2 separate regions of the Mus musculus genome follow, and region 2 is linked to region 1. Evidence: chromatin contacts called from public ChIA-PET data. All regions are on one chromosome and are shown on one strand. The core of a region is the stretch at or near the end of the contact, and the rest is flanking DNA. Distances in the headings are between cores, read along the strand shown. Region 1 has its middle 19 kb from the start of Carlr. Region 2 overlaps Msrb2 (methionine sulfoxide reductase B2).

The links. ChIA-PET counts read pairs in DNA pulled down with a chosen protein or histone mark.
Region 2: a contact with region 1 is called in an RNA polymerase II ChIA-PET map of effector CD8 T cells, with 7 read pairs. The contact joins two enhancer-like sites. A contact is called at or near these places in 1 of 15 datasets of contacts at CTCF or cohesin (large pre-B cells), 1 of 484 Hi-C or Micro-C datasets (bone marrow-derived macrophages), 5 of 115 datasets of contacts at active chromatin or transcription factors (bone marrow-derived macrophages, effector CD8 T cells, embryonic stem cells and 1 more) and 3 of 9 other capture datasets (adipose tissue, embryonic stem cells and liver).

The regions. Positions count from the first base shown.
Region 1 is chr2:18,817,249-18,824,599 of GRCm38.p6, reverse strand. No RefSeq gene overlaps it. Among named protein-coding and RNA genes, the nearest start is that of Carlr, 19 kb to the right of the region's middle. Within about 2 kb of position 2,714, at least 248 of the 459 cell types and tissues checked have an H3K27ac peak or open chromatin away from gene starts, as enhancers often do. A contact at or near this core is called in bone marrow-derived macrophages and effector CD8 T cells, where this site is marked.
Region 2 is chr2:19,385,673-19,393,023 of GRCm38.p6, reverse strand. The region is part of intron 3 of Msrb2 (methionine sulfoxide reductase B2); the gene reads right to left. Among named protein-coding and RNA genes, the nearest start is that of Msrb2, 18 kb to the right of the region's middle. Within about 2 kb of position 4,028, at least 127 of the 459 cell types and tissues checked have an H3K27ac peak or open chromatin away from gene starts, as enhancers often do. A contact at or near this core is called in bone marrow-derived macrophages and effector CD8 T cells, where this site is marked.

The sequences.
Region 1 (7,351 bases), core at 1,465-3,964:
CACATTTTTTTTTTGTTTTAATCCCAGGTGTGGGGACTGGGGGCTGCTTCGAAGCAGCCAACTATAATTTGCCTCCTGCCCTCGCTGAGGCGTAGTTTTGCCAGCTACTGAGAGTTTCTGTGATTTCAAGATGTTTCAAATTCTGAGAACTTTTCAGAAGGTACAAATGTCCCATTTGGTGAGCTGAGTGGTTGTTGGTCATTGGGGGGGGGGGGGGGTAGTAGTTGTGCTCAAAGAAGAAACAAAAATAAATTAGATTTAGACATCTCCCCTTCCCTCCCTTTCCCTCTTCCCCTCCCTCCCCTCTATCCTTCTTTCTTTCCTATCTGGTGATGGGGTAAAAAAGAAGAACCCACAATGTAGCAAAGACAAGATTCCGAAACTCACTGTTTTTAACCTCCTAGTGATGACTTGGAATATCCACACATGGTAAGCCTCTTTGATAAGAATCTAAACACACCTCCAAGAAAGTTTTTTCTTGTGTTTGTTGTGTAGGCTGCAACTTTAGCAAGGATATTCTTGCTAATGAACAATAACTACTATCTGTGTTTACTGTTGATTTTTATCAACACGCATGTCCCTGGCCTCTGGCTTAAATTTTTCTGTGTCCTGTGTGATAACCCTTTATGCTTTGTTAGTACTTTAACAAGCTCTATTACTTTTATGTGAAACTTTTGTTTTGTTTTGTTTTGTTTTGTTTTGAGGCAAGGTTTGTCTGCATAGCTCTGGCTGTCCTGGAACTTGCTTTGTAGACCAGACTGGCTTCAAATTCACAGAGATCCATCTGCCTCTGCCTCCCAAGTGCCCCCATGCCCAGGTCTATGTGAAACTATTACTAAAAGTTCCTCATAGCTCTCTTGAATAGTGAGTTCCCTGATTTATAAGCAAGTGGGACAGACAAAAGTAAAGGGTTTCCTAACTGTGAAAATCCTTTCCCTGGAGGGACAGGTTGCAATGCCCCGTCCCTGTTTCTACCTCCTGCTAGAACACCCTCCCTTTAGGCCAGAGAGTCTTATTAACCCAGGAATTGATGTTGCTATTCCAATATTACCATAAAGGTCACTTTTCTTAATGGGGAAAGGACACATTTGCATAGAAACCTCTAAGTCTACTGTCCTTTGAACGGGGCCAGGAGCTAAACAAAAGCTTTTGTGAGCAGAATGATCTCGAGGGACTTCAGAATCCTTGTCTTTCTTTCCTATCTTATCTATCCTGAATATACAGCCCAGACCACAGGATACAAATGCAGTTGTCAACTCAGGACAGCCTGGTGTTACTCTAAATACCACAAGAGCAGTATGAAGGGGGTGGGGTGGGAGGCTGGTAAGGAGGCAAAGATACTATTTACTATAAAGCACCCCTTGCATTCCTTTCTTGCACCCCCATTTCTGGAATTCCTGTTTCTGAAGGGGGGGGTGTCAGGATGGCTTGGGTGGTGTATAAAAAGGAGCCAGCGTCCATACCATCATTCTGAGCTCCAAGGTTGAGTTTGAGCTTATCCCTGCTGGCAGAAAACAATCTCTAACGGATTCCGAAGATAAACCTCGCTGGAAACCACCACAAACTTGTCTTTCCAGCAGTAGCCGTCATGCACAGAGGTGCTGTCAACCCCCCGAGAAGCCTAGGAACATTCGTCTCCCCTCAGCTGTCCTCACTCACATTGATTGGCCACCAGCCTCCGGGACAGGCCTGGATTGGCTCCCAGCATTGGAAACACTTTCCCATGATGGCTCTTTTATGCTCTTGGCAGGCGTGTACAGTAACCAGCAGAGAGAGAAATTCTGCCTGCAAGGGAAAATTAAAACCCTAACGTAACTGCACTGGCCCTGAGTGGGGTTTTACATGTTAAGCTTGCTCAAGACTTATGTTAAAATCAACTTTGCAAAAGAAGCCTTTTTAAAGAAAAAAAAAAGTCTATGGAGCTGCCAAAAGGCAGCAACGTCTTTACTGTCCAGGTGACAGTGGGTTTGGACAGCTGAAATGATCTGGTACAAACAAACTGGCATTTCCCCGTCCAGTAACCCATCTCCTCTCTCTCTTCTCTGTTTACCTTAGTTTATATTCTTTCCGTCTTAAACTTGGGTGCAGCGATCTCTCGAAGTGATATTTATTAATCCAATGTCATTGGAATTACTCTTTTATTAAGCGTGGACTACATGTGTAAGTGTTCTTTCCTCACCGTTTCTCCAGGCCTTTCTGCAAGGCCTGACATTGTCATTGATCCCACCGGGACCTCTGACTGCCCTGGTTCGCCTTTGTCATATTTCATGACACCTACTCTGCAGGTCAGGCTTCCCTTCCAGGGTCTTGCTGCTCTCTGCACCTGCCTTGCCCTGGAGTCAACTTCTCAGATCTGGGACCACTTCTGAGGAAATCCCTCTTGCCATGCACAAAAATACTGTCTAACTTTCCCCAAGTGGCTAATTAGCCCACCAGTGTCCACTTTCTCAATCACTTCCTGTCAGGGCAAGCGTCAGATTTGCTGAAAAAAGCAATCATTTCCATATAATCTCTCCTGCCCTCCCCCGCCCTGCATGCGCCTCTTCTCTCCTTTAGTTGTATTCATTGCCTTACAGCCCACAGGCCTCGTGCCTCCTGGAAGGCACAGAGGCAGCAGTCATTGTGGCAGTAATGAGTTTTCCTGCTTGCACGGCACCTTAGACGCCTGGTAAGTGACAAAGCACAATGCATACGGAAGGAAAATGAAACCGAAACCGGGCAGAACTCAATAACCACCTTCAAGGAAGATGGAGGCTGGCCAGCTGTTTCCCATTCAGGGTGAAGACAGGAGAGAGAGGAAGTGAAGGGAAAGGCAAGACTTTCCAATAAGCACCACACAGGGGCTGAGGCCACAGGGGGAACCTCAACCCGGGAGGACCCAGGCTGCTCCAAGCACAGGCTTCTGACCAGGGCTCACGGACTCCTTCCTGAATTGTGGCTTCCTCAAGGTCGTCTGAGTTCACGTTTTCTGTTTGTTCTGACAATTTATAAGCAATGGACAATGGTGACAACCGCTGGGGTCAGAGAGGCTGGGGGCCGCTTGGCCTTCACTTCCTTGTCCCCAGCAGCTACACGCTGTGTAAGGCTGTGTGAACAAGTGGTAGACTAGCCTTGCTTTTCTTCCCCACAGGTTTTGGACAGAGGAACATGAGGTCGGGATTTCTTGCTGTACTATGTGACAGTGATTATTCCCTGCAGATATGGCGGGTTTGAGGAGGAAGGCTGTGTGCGCCTTGTGAGGGTGTATCAAAATGCATTAATGTACAAGGCAGCATTCCTGTTCTCAGAAGGACCCACCCTTCGACTCACACCATCTTGGAACCCAGTCCAAAGGGGCTCCCACCACTTCTTTCAAGGAACCTGTGAGCCTCTGAGTGAGGCTTTGCTCACAGAGAGTAGCCTTGAATGGGCGGAGCTATATTCTTCTAAGCCCTCTGTCCACTAAGCCTTCCCTAGGTTCCTCCTGGGTCACTCTACTGATTGAGTCTTCTTATTCCTGTCCCCCAATATTCATGTGTGTGTGTGTGTGTGTGTGTGTGTGTGTGTGTGTGTGTGTGTGTCTGTCTGTACACATGCATGTTTTGCACGTGTGGGGGCAGTAAATGTTCACATATGTTCACATGGATCTAGAGGCCTGAGGTTCATGTCTAGAATCACCCTCAGTTGCTTTTCCACATTTTTCTTTGAGGCAGGAAGGTTCCTTCAATCAAACTTGGAGCTCTTAGACATGGCTGGTCCTGCTAGCCAGATTGCTTTCAGGAAGCCTCCGTCTTAACTACAAGAGGCTAAATTTTCAGATGGGCCTCCAGATTCAATATTTTCATTGGTTCCGAGGATCTGAGGTCCTCATGCGTGCCAGGCAAGTGCTTTAACCACGGAGCTGCCTCCCCGGCCCTGTGTGGATGTTTCTTTGTCTGTTGGATAACTAGTGTGGTGTGGATTTTTCTTTGTTGGATAACTAGTGTGGCGCAGATGTTTCTTTGTCTGTTGGATAACTAATGTGGTGCATAAACCTGGATTTGCTCTGCCACAGCTTTGCTCAATCCACTGATGAGGGCCTGGGAGGAGAGAAAGAAGTCAAGTCTGAGAAGACCATACAACATCAGAAATAGAGTCAAGCTATTGACAAACACTCGAGGAAACAATCTTCGGGAGCACAGGTCGGTCAGCTGCTGGAGGAGGTGTGGGATCACAGGCAGCCCACCCAGCTACTACTGCAGGTGTCTGTGGCAGCTTCAGAGCTGCCATAGTTCCCTGTCGTCACCCGCATTTGTCTGTCAGAATCTTTCCCTATAATGCTGACCTCATCCCCTTTACTACCTCATTAAACAGACATAACTAAATGACTCTGCCCCGACCTCAGAGTCTAGCCAGAGCCCTTGCATATAGTGAGGCTTTGAAGTACTTTGGAAGGAAGGAAGGAAGGAAGGAAGGAAGGAAGGAAGGAAGGAAGGAAGGAAGGAAGGACAGTTCTGCCATTCCACAGTCTGGAGCAATATGTGCCACTGTTTTTCTTCCAAATGCAAGTCAAGATTCCTTCAGAGAGAGAGAGAGAGAGCAATCACACCACCTTGAAGGAAGGCTGAGGCATGTTATAGGAGACCATGAGCCTCATCAACTGGAAACCATGTCAGGTCTTAAGATTCATGCCTTCATTTTGCCAGTAAACAATTTTACGCTCAGTGCTAGGTGTTGGGACTCAAACATGTAAACACTTCATTCTTCTACTTTCTAAACTTGGAGTTGAAAGAAGTCAGAGAAAGAGAGAGGGAGAGAAGAAAATGGAAGGGACCACATAAAAATGACAGACTAGAAACGGGTGCTAGGGACCAGTTTGGCCTGGGGTGGGCAGGAACTCACTGGGAGGCTGCCCCCTTGAGGGAGCAGCGCGAATCCACACAATCAGAACAGGGGCCATCTGGAGTAAAGGCCAATATGGTTTTTGACAGATTCCAAAAATCTTGTGCAATCCACAGAGTGGCTAAAATTCAACCTTTGGAAACAGCACATGTTGGTGAGGACGCCGCCGCACGGCTGAAATGTTCAATCACTGCAGTCACTGGTGGGGAGACTGAGCAATGGTACAGTCACCCTGGGGAACCATTTGCAAGATTCTTATAAAGTCAAATACACATTTGCCTATGACGCAGAAGTCCTAGTAGGTGCTTAGCAGAGGATTTAAAACACATGCTCACAGAGAGACATACACAGGCGTGTTCTTAGCTTTAAATAGCAAAGACACAGGAAATAACCCTGCTGCCTGTCATCTGAAGCACAAGAGTTGCTTTATGGCCACAGAGTAGAATACTACTCAGCCAAAAACAAACAAACAAACAAACAAACAAAGACCAAAAACAACAAAACAAAAAACCACTTCTCATTAGACAAATCATGCATAATTATCAAAAGATTATGGCACAACAAAAGAATCCTGGCTTCATACACTGTGGTTCCATTGTATGAAATTCTTGGCCAAAACAATGGCAAGATTACAAAGACCCAGAGCAGATCAATAGTCAACCAGGGCTGGAGACAAGAGAAGAGAGGAGAAATCAAAGGAACATGGGTGAAAATCTCTATACTCTGAATCTGGGGTGAAAGTTCCATGGATGACTGCATCTGCTAGGACTTACTGAAATGTACACGGAACATCAGAGCAGATTTTGTATGGAAATTTGACTCCAAGTAATCAGATTACTAACGGAAATCTCATGTGTCTGCGGAGAATGTACTTTATCTAGGAGTCTCTGGGAACCAGGAGAAAACATCACAAGCAGGGATGAGATGGGAGGTGTGTGCTGCAGAAGAAGAGTAAGCTGACAAGCTGGGTGTGGCAACCCTGGCCTGTAATCCCAGAATGTAGTGGGAGGTCTGAGAAAACACACACACACACACACACACACACACACACACACGCATGTACACATGCACACACATGGATAGATAGCTCAGTGGTAAAGGCTCACACAGTATGCACAAGACCCTATGTTCATCTCCTGAAGTTTTGATAGCCCCAACCTAGCCTTGGCTTTTTAGAGTATGAAAGGCCAGTTCATATCCAGTTTGCTTTCTCTCCTTCCCCAGAATCCTGAGCCCACAACCAAAGCAGCTCCATGAACTTCCAGTGCTGACAGGTTGCGGGCATATCTTCATTTCTTTTTCAGGCCCTTCACTACGCGCTAGGAAAGACATTGTGTCATAGCCTGCCGGTGGTTGTAATGATGGGGAAGATAGAAATTTAAAAACAAATGGTCTGTTTGACAGACAGTTCTGACAGGGGACAGGGAGCATGGGGCACAAGGACTCGTTGCTGTGCTTTCAATGGCTTCAGGGACAGACCTGACTGGGGTGGTAAGGGAATGGAGAAAGACAGACACAGAGATGCACAGGAAAGCTGGGTCAGGGTGGACTGGACTCTGATGGAGAAGCCCCGGCAGCACCCTGGAAGCTCAGAGTGTTTATTACATGAGTGGAATAGAAGGGCTGGGTTACTGCATACAGATAAACAAGGTGGCAGGATTTATGGTGTAAAGCTGGAGGTAGGATTAGTCAATCTGGGTAGGAGAATTCCCTACAGTCCATAAATGTTGGGGGGAGAAGACTGTAGTGGAAATCTATTTTCTGTACTTACACACTACCAACATGTACACAGGGACCACAGAAAGGCTTTGCCATCTGTCCCTTTGAGCCACATCCTGGAAGGTGGGAGAAGGCTTTGCCATTTTCCCATGGGTCTAAGACTGAAGTCTTTAACATGGCTATGTCCATGCCAACTGCACACATTCACTCAGGACTTCGCTAACTCAGGGCCTCCCCTTGCTCCCCACACCTTGTGGCTAGTGTCTCTTCTTTGTCACCTCACAGTTTCCAAGACAGTCTGGGTGGATCCAGTTATACAATGACTCTTTAGCAATGGAACCAGATGCTACATCTCACAAATCAATCTAAGCCATGGCTGGAGAGAATTGAAATTTACATGTTCTTAAGGGGGTGAAGGGAGGGGATGTAAGCATGTCCCTGCTTGTGTTTCTCTGGGTGTTTCTTCCTAATTAAGTACCCAGCATAAGCATCTGCTAGAGGCGAGAGCAGTGGATGGGCTACTGGTATAGTACACAGCCCTGGCAAGCATGAGGTGTGAGGATCGTGGTTCTATCTGTAGCATGGCACACACCCATTGAAATGTTTGCTAGCTTTGCTTTTCATGGTACTGCCTGAACCACTTAATGAAAATCTTGGGGCCTTTGGATAGATGATACTAAACACTTTCTGCTGCTGCTGGGTTTAGACCAGAGGAGGCCAGGTACAGGCTCCATCCACCTGAGATGGCTGATGTGAGTCCAGCAGACCAGGA
Region 2 (7,351 bases), core at 2,779-5,278, 570 kb before region 1:
AATAATTCCTTCTGTCCCTTTGTGTTCAAGACATTATCTGGCCATAGTGAAATGAAGTATTGTTCTTTAAATGCTAATGGCTTCTTTCTCTGGGTCTGACCTAAAAGAACTAGAAAGACTAAGGCTATGTGAACTCATTTGCATATGAGGACCACAGATCAAATCCTCAAACGCTAAAGGCAGAAAAGGAAGAGATGGAAAAGGAAAAACAACAGCTTTTGGAGTGTGGTCTACATGGCAGAGGCGCATCCGCATAAGATCTGGTGAAGCAGCAGTTGGTAGCAGTGGAGATTTCTATTATGGGAACTCAGGCTGTCCTGGAGAATGAGAACCCCACAAGCCACTTAGAGATGCGAAGGTAGAGAAACCGCTCAGTCTCCTGGGGACACAGCACCTGTCTTGCAGAGATCCTTTGAGGAGTCAGGAAGCCTCCATGAAGCCAGGTGAGGTGAGGCAGGTGCTCACGAGCACTCATTATGGGTTACTGTCATTAGTCAATTAGCTTAGCACTCTGATTAATTACTGGAAAAAGCCTGATGCTTAGGATGGTCTCCCAGGGACAAAGGATGCTAATGGCTGGAGTGGGCCAAGTAGCTGAGGAGAGGAGGCAAGAGGACTACTGGAGATCTGCTCTCAGAATGCCTCACCCTCAGGAGCAGGTTGCAGCTTAGTGGCAGAGCCTGGCACATGCAAGGTCCTGGGTTTGATTTCCAGCATCATCCCAAAAGAAAGACTTAATAATCTTAGAACTCACATAGGAAAGTGTCTGTAAACAACAATGGAAAAATAAAGAAACTTTCAAACAGCATAGAGATGATTCTCTCTACCTAAGAAAGAAATGATTTGAAATTAAATTCTGCCTTAAACTAAGCCGACAAGACATGAGTGGTAAACTCAGCTGAACACACAGGACTCTTCTGTGCCCCCAAACTATTAAGGGTCCCCAAATGCTTTAGTATGGGTTTTAAATACTAATATTTAGCAAGATTAGAAATATGACTTGGAACTTTAGAATATGTAACTATTATAGTACTTTTTTTTTGAGTCAGTTTCATTGTGTAACCCAAGATGGCCTTGAGCTCATAATCTTGCTGCCCGGCTTGTTCAAGCGCTAGGACTATAAACTCATATCACCACGCTTGACTTTTATGGGTTTTAAAAAGTAGTAAATTCTTGGTGAGTAGTGGTTGTACACACCATTAATCCCAACACTCAGGAGGCAGAAAGAGGAGTATCTCTTTGAGTTCCAGGCTACCCTGGCCTTCAAAGTAATTCCCAGGATAGCCAAGGCTACACAGAGAAACCTTGTCTCAAAAACAAACAAACAAACAAACAAACAAAACAAAAGTAATAAATTATTTTTATGTTAACAGACATTTTGTGACTGTTATATTTTCTTAATTGAACCAGGTTTTATAAGAATTGCATTATTTCATAGTTTTCTTTTTTTTAACTTTTTATTGGTTATTTTATTTATTTACATTTCAAATGTTATCCCCCTTCCTGGTTTCCCCTCCACAAACCCCCATCCCACCCCCACCCCCCGCTTCTGTGAGGATGCTCCCCCCACCCACCCACTCCTACCTAACTGCCCTAGCATTCCCCTATGCTGGGGCATCAAGACTTCACAGGACCAAGGGCTTCTCCTCCCACTGATGTCTGACTAGGCCATCCTCTGCTACATATGCAGCTGGAGCCATGGGTCCCTCCATGTGTACTCTTTGGCTGGTGGTTTAGTCCCTGGGAGCTCTGGGGGTTCTGGTTGGTTGATATTGTTGTTCCTCCTATGGGGTTGCAAAGCCCAAATATTTTAATTGTCTGTTTCAAAAATATTGACACAAACCCTGATCTATGTCTCCATTCACTCTGTCTCCAGACTGTTCTACCTAGACTGTAGAAGGAAGAGGGGGTTGGAGTAGGGAGGTAGGGGCTCTATCTACTTAGCAAGCAGAAGGTCTGGGCTTCAAGCTTTAGCACTTCCTTGTTCCCCTAGAAATATTCCAGGAAGCGTCAGGGCTTCCTTTTGAGAAATCTCTGCAGTGATAGCTTGGTCTCAATAGAAGCTAGACCCCATTACATCTGTACCCTTATGGTGTTCTTTGATCCTCTGATGCCAGCAGCTCGTGGCAGATGGGGCGGCAACAGAGGCACGATGGCCTCACAAGCTTGCTAGGCAGAATCCCTGGGGTGTTTTGGTACTCCGAATGTTTAGAATAATGCCTGATCAGGGTAGATGCTGTCAGTCATTTTATCTTTTGTTAACATTGCCAATAAAAGGCGTAAGTGGAATTTCAACAACCTTGAGTCCAGCTTGAGGCAGCTGAAGGTTTGAATTGGTTTCACCTGAGATTACTGTTGCAGCTTATCACTGGGATGCCTGCCTGGTATGCACGAGGCAGAGATCCCTAGCATTGGGGGTGGGGTGGGAGGCCAATTCACCTGACTACTTCAGTATTCTAAGCACCTCTTATCTTCTTCCCACCCACCCCCAGCATTATATGCACTACTAACCATTAAAGGAATTTTGATAGAGAATTATGAACACAATAAAGCTTTTTTTTTTTCCAAACCAACAAATGAATCTAAAGCTAATAAAAAGTCATTAAGGGCTTTATGGGAAACAATAAACCTTTACTGATGGAATTGGCAGAAACTTGGAGATTTTACTGAGTAATAGAAAGCCTAAGATACATTATCTAAGACCAACGGTGTACATATGGAAGCAAACTAGATACATATTTAGTTGAATAGCAGGTTACACGGCTCACTCCTTCCAAACTGAAGACACACTGCATCATACACTCTGAGCTTTGTTCTTTTTTTTGGGGGGGGGGGTTCTCCCATGTTTATTTCTCCCTCACTTCTGGAAATCCCACAACCCCCACAGCAGAAGCAGTGGGTAATCACTGATAATTCTAAATGGAACTGTAGAAGCATTCATTTCCGAACAAGGATGCACGAGGTTTTAAAGAACATTACCTTGTTTCTTGGAACATGCAGGGCATCAGGGCACAATATAGAAAAAAAAAACTAATATCGGGTTCCCAAATGCTACTATTTTAAGAAGACTTATGACCATAAAATACATAATCTTGAAATAGTTTTTCTTTATGTAAGGCCCAGTCTGGCAACTCAATCCTCCTGCCTCAGCATACCAGTCACTGGGATTGTAGATATGCCCCATCACCCCAGCATCGACACAATTTAATAAACCCTTCCAGAAACAGCTTGAGGGAGGGAAAAAGAAAAGTAGAAACTGCAGGAGGCAGACCAGTGCCACCAGAGTCTCAGGTTAACAAAATCCTAGGTCTGGATTTGTAGGAAAGCACAGGCAAGCTGGAAAGTGGTGTTGACTTGGTAACCCTCACTCAAGTTCTCAGCCTACTGGGGGAGCACTCCGCGAAGAGGCAGGTACCACTCACTGCACCAAAGAAGAACCATGAGGGGGCAAGGGGAGTTCTCTCAGACATGGCTGGGGACCAGGCTCTGTAAAGGGAGCTTGTGGAGGAACCTGGAGTCTGATAGTGTCTGCCTAGGGCTGGGATTTGGAACGCTGGCACCAGACAGTGAAGACACTAAGGTAAAGCTAAAGGGGTCGGCAACCCTATAGGAGGAACAACAATATGAACTAACCAGTACCCCCCAGAGCTTGTGTCTCTAGTTGCATATATATTAGAGGATGGCCTAGTCAGCCATCATTGGGAGGAGAGGCCCTTGGTCTTTCGAAGATCATATGCCCCAGTACAGGGGAATGCCAGGGCCAGGAAGCGGGAGTGGGTGGGTTGGGGAGCAGGGCGGAGGAGGGTATAGGGGGCTTTGGGGATAGCATTTGAAATGTAAATGAAGAAAATATCTAATAAAAAATGCCTTAAGAAAAACAAAAACAAAAAAATAAAAAAAAAAAGCAATGTCTGCGTGGCGTACAGAGACCTGGAGAGTAAAGTGTGACTTAGTGTAAGGCTGGTAGCAGTGAGAGCCTGGGTAAATCATCTAACCTTGCTGCGCCTCAGTACCTCCCAGGAAATGATATCACTACGGACAGCCCGAGAGGCCTGCGGAAGTGAGGGGCGCACAGCAAACCTTGTCTGGCAGGCAGTGCCTTAGTGCAGATGCATTTCTGCTTCCTGTTGCCACTGGCGCTCAGCGCTGGCACTTACTAGAAGGGTGACTCTTGGGGTCTGAACGTAGTTTCAGTTCAGGTTGAAAGTTCACTGCCACAAGGCAGTGCTGAGAGGTGACCGGGTCCTAAGCAGAAATACTCAAGTTCTTTCTCACAGGGCTGAGTTACCTAACAAGTGAGCTGGTTGTTAAATAAGCTCTTTGGTCTTGTGTTTTATTTCCACTGTGCTTGCTCACCCTTTGGCCTTCTCACTGTTTTGAATAGCACCAAGCCCTCATTCCAACACAAGAGGTTGTGGCACCATCTCCTCGGACTTCTCAGCCTCCTGAGGCCTGGCCCAAAATATCTGGTGTTCTGTCTCAGCAACAGGAAGAAAATTGACATAAGGAGGTTGAGCAACTTTCTTACAGACTCTAAACGTCAGTTTCCACATCTCCCACACAGACACATTTAGCTCCTCATCGCAGGTGACAGCTTCTGCTGGACTGAACCTGGGGCATAGGGCAAGATTTAATACACATACTTGTCTCTCAGAGCACCTTCACTGAGACACTCATAACCTGCTGGAACTCCAGGGTGTTTGACACACTCTTCTGGTCTCTGTACTCACGTGCTCACACAAATACATAAACAAGTAATTTTAAAATATAAAATTAGAAAATCTTTTCTAGAAAAGATGAGTTCTAAAAATCCTAAATTCTATACATATCCACGGGGCTGCACGGATGTCTGCATGGATATTCACTTCATGTCTAGAGCTGCTCAGGGCAGGGAAGATGCTCTGGATTAACGAGTCAAGAAGCACGTTTTGAGCACATCACATTAGCTTTCTAGGGTGGTGCTAACACATTAAAACAAAGTGGTGGGATGCTTCTATGGTTCTGAAGGCTGAAGTCCAAAATCAAGATCTCAGCAGCGCCATGTCCCCTAGAAGACCCTAGGAAGTGCTCTGTTCCTCTGCCTAGCTTCTGGAAATGGCTGGCAAACCTCGACATTGCTCCAGCCTTTGTGTCTGTTTCATGTGGCGGTCTCCTCTTTGGCCTTGTTTGCCTTCCTCCTATTAGAACACCAGTTGTATTGGATTAAAGGAACATTCAATTTCCTTGTGACCCAACTGTTAACAAATTCTTTCTGTAGTGACCCTACCTCTACCTCAGGACACAGCTTCTGCACGTGAAGGCCTCAACATGTCCTCCTCAGAGATAGCGCTCTATCTGGCTTTTCTGTTGCTGTGATAAAAGTCTCTGACCAAAAGCACCAGAGGGAGTAAAAAGGTTCATTTCATCTTACAGCTCCCACGTCACAATCCATCACTGAAGGAAGTTGGAACCAGCGCTATGGAGTAAGGATAACTAACGATCATGGCTTGTTCTGTCTGTGCTCACACTCTATTCTTACCCGACCCAGGACCACCTGCCCAAGGCTGCTGCTGCCCACAGACAACAGAGGGCTGGGCCCTCCCACATCAATCATCAGCCAAGACAGTTTCCACAACTATGCCCACAGGTCAATCTGATCCTGGTGATTAAAACTCCTTCCCAGGTGGCTCTTGGTTATGTCAAATCAACAGTAAAAAAACTAACCAGATTCATCCCAGGAAGTATGTAGATAAAATTGGCTAAGGGACTCAAACAGCCTATCAGCTTTATCTCCTTCTCTGAATAAAATGTTTGGGCCAATAGGAAGCACCCACGTGCTAAACTCTGTGCTGACACAGTAACTTATAAGAGAAAACAAAGCCAAATGCAGTCCATGTTCTCAAGGAGGCTTCATGGAGAAATCCAGGCCTAAGGAACTTAAGTCAGCACACAGTAGGGGTGAGCACCTCCCAGCGCATGAACAACATGACCACCAGTCCACAGGTAGCTTTCTCTAACACTTCATCCTGACGCTATGCAAATGTTTGCAGGGATGGCATTTGTGCACCCCTGCTTCCTACAAAAGCAGCTCAGGTCTAGAAATGAAGAGGTAATATGGGTGAGAAAACAAGAATATACTCCTAACACTATCCTCTTAAATGGTAAGGGGTTATCTCTAAAAATATACCACTGTTAGTATGTCCTAAGTATTTAGTAGGTTTTACACCTCGTTCTGTCGTATTAATATTTATTAAGTCATAACTCAATTAATCCTCCCATCAGCCCTATAAACTGGGTGCATCGTATTCTCATTTTACAGGTAAATGAGGAAATCAAGCCAGAGAGGTGTTAAGAAACTTACCCAAAGTTACCCAACAATGGAACACATACAGACACCTAGACAGCCTTTACTACACTCTTATAAATGAATGTTCTTTAAGGAGAGTGTGTTCTAGAAAGGAAATGATTATTGTGGTTTGTTTGACTTGGTGTTAACTGCCCCCTAAAGCCTGTGTGTTAAAGGCTCGGTGTTACTGGCAAGAGAGGAACTATTAAAACATGGAGCCTAGTGCACAGTCATAAGTCAGTGGGCCTGACGGAGACCGTGGAGTCTGCCTCTTTCCCCTTCCTCTCCTTTGCTCCTCGCCATGCGGTTGGGGCTTTGCTTTACCACGATAAAAAATGAGACCTTCAAAGCTGTAAGTCAAATAACTTATTTATCAATTAACTAGTTCCTGTGCTTATTATAGTAACAGGAATCTAAATGGATATATTCATATTATAGTAGGTAGAGACAAGAAGGTAGAGACATTTTTATTTTCTTCATCAGCAAGAAAATGGAGCAAAAACTCGAAAGTTCTTAAAAAGGCAGGAGAGAGAGAGAGAGAGAGAGAGAGAGAGAGAGAGAGAGAGAGAGAGAGAACCTTATATTGAAAACTAAAAGAGCAGAGAAGCAATAATGGAGGCTCCTGAACTAACTACCAGTTTGGTGAACTACCCGCTTTCAGGATGTTGCTCGGATTGCCTGTGGATCTGGGCTCTTTCACTATGACTCAGGTTTGGTCACATAACTTTCCTAATTTGAACTAACATGTGTTAATGCAGAAGCCACTGGCTACACGTGGCCCCTTGAGCTTCAATTTGCCAAAACTGTAATCATAACAGGTCCAGCTTCTCAGCCACACTGACTGTACTCCGGATGCCTATTACCTGGAGCTTCTATGGAGATCTGTAGAGGAAGAGTGTGTCCTTCACCACAGCAAGTCCCGTGCTATCCAGACCCCTTCACACTGCTCTCTCTGGCCCCCTAAGTTTTGATGCTATGAGTAGTAAGCCTGTATGGTGAGGGGAGAGGAGCCACTGGGCAGTAGAA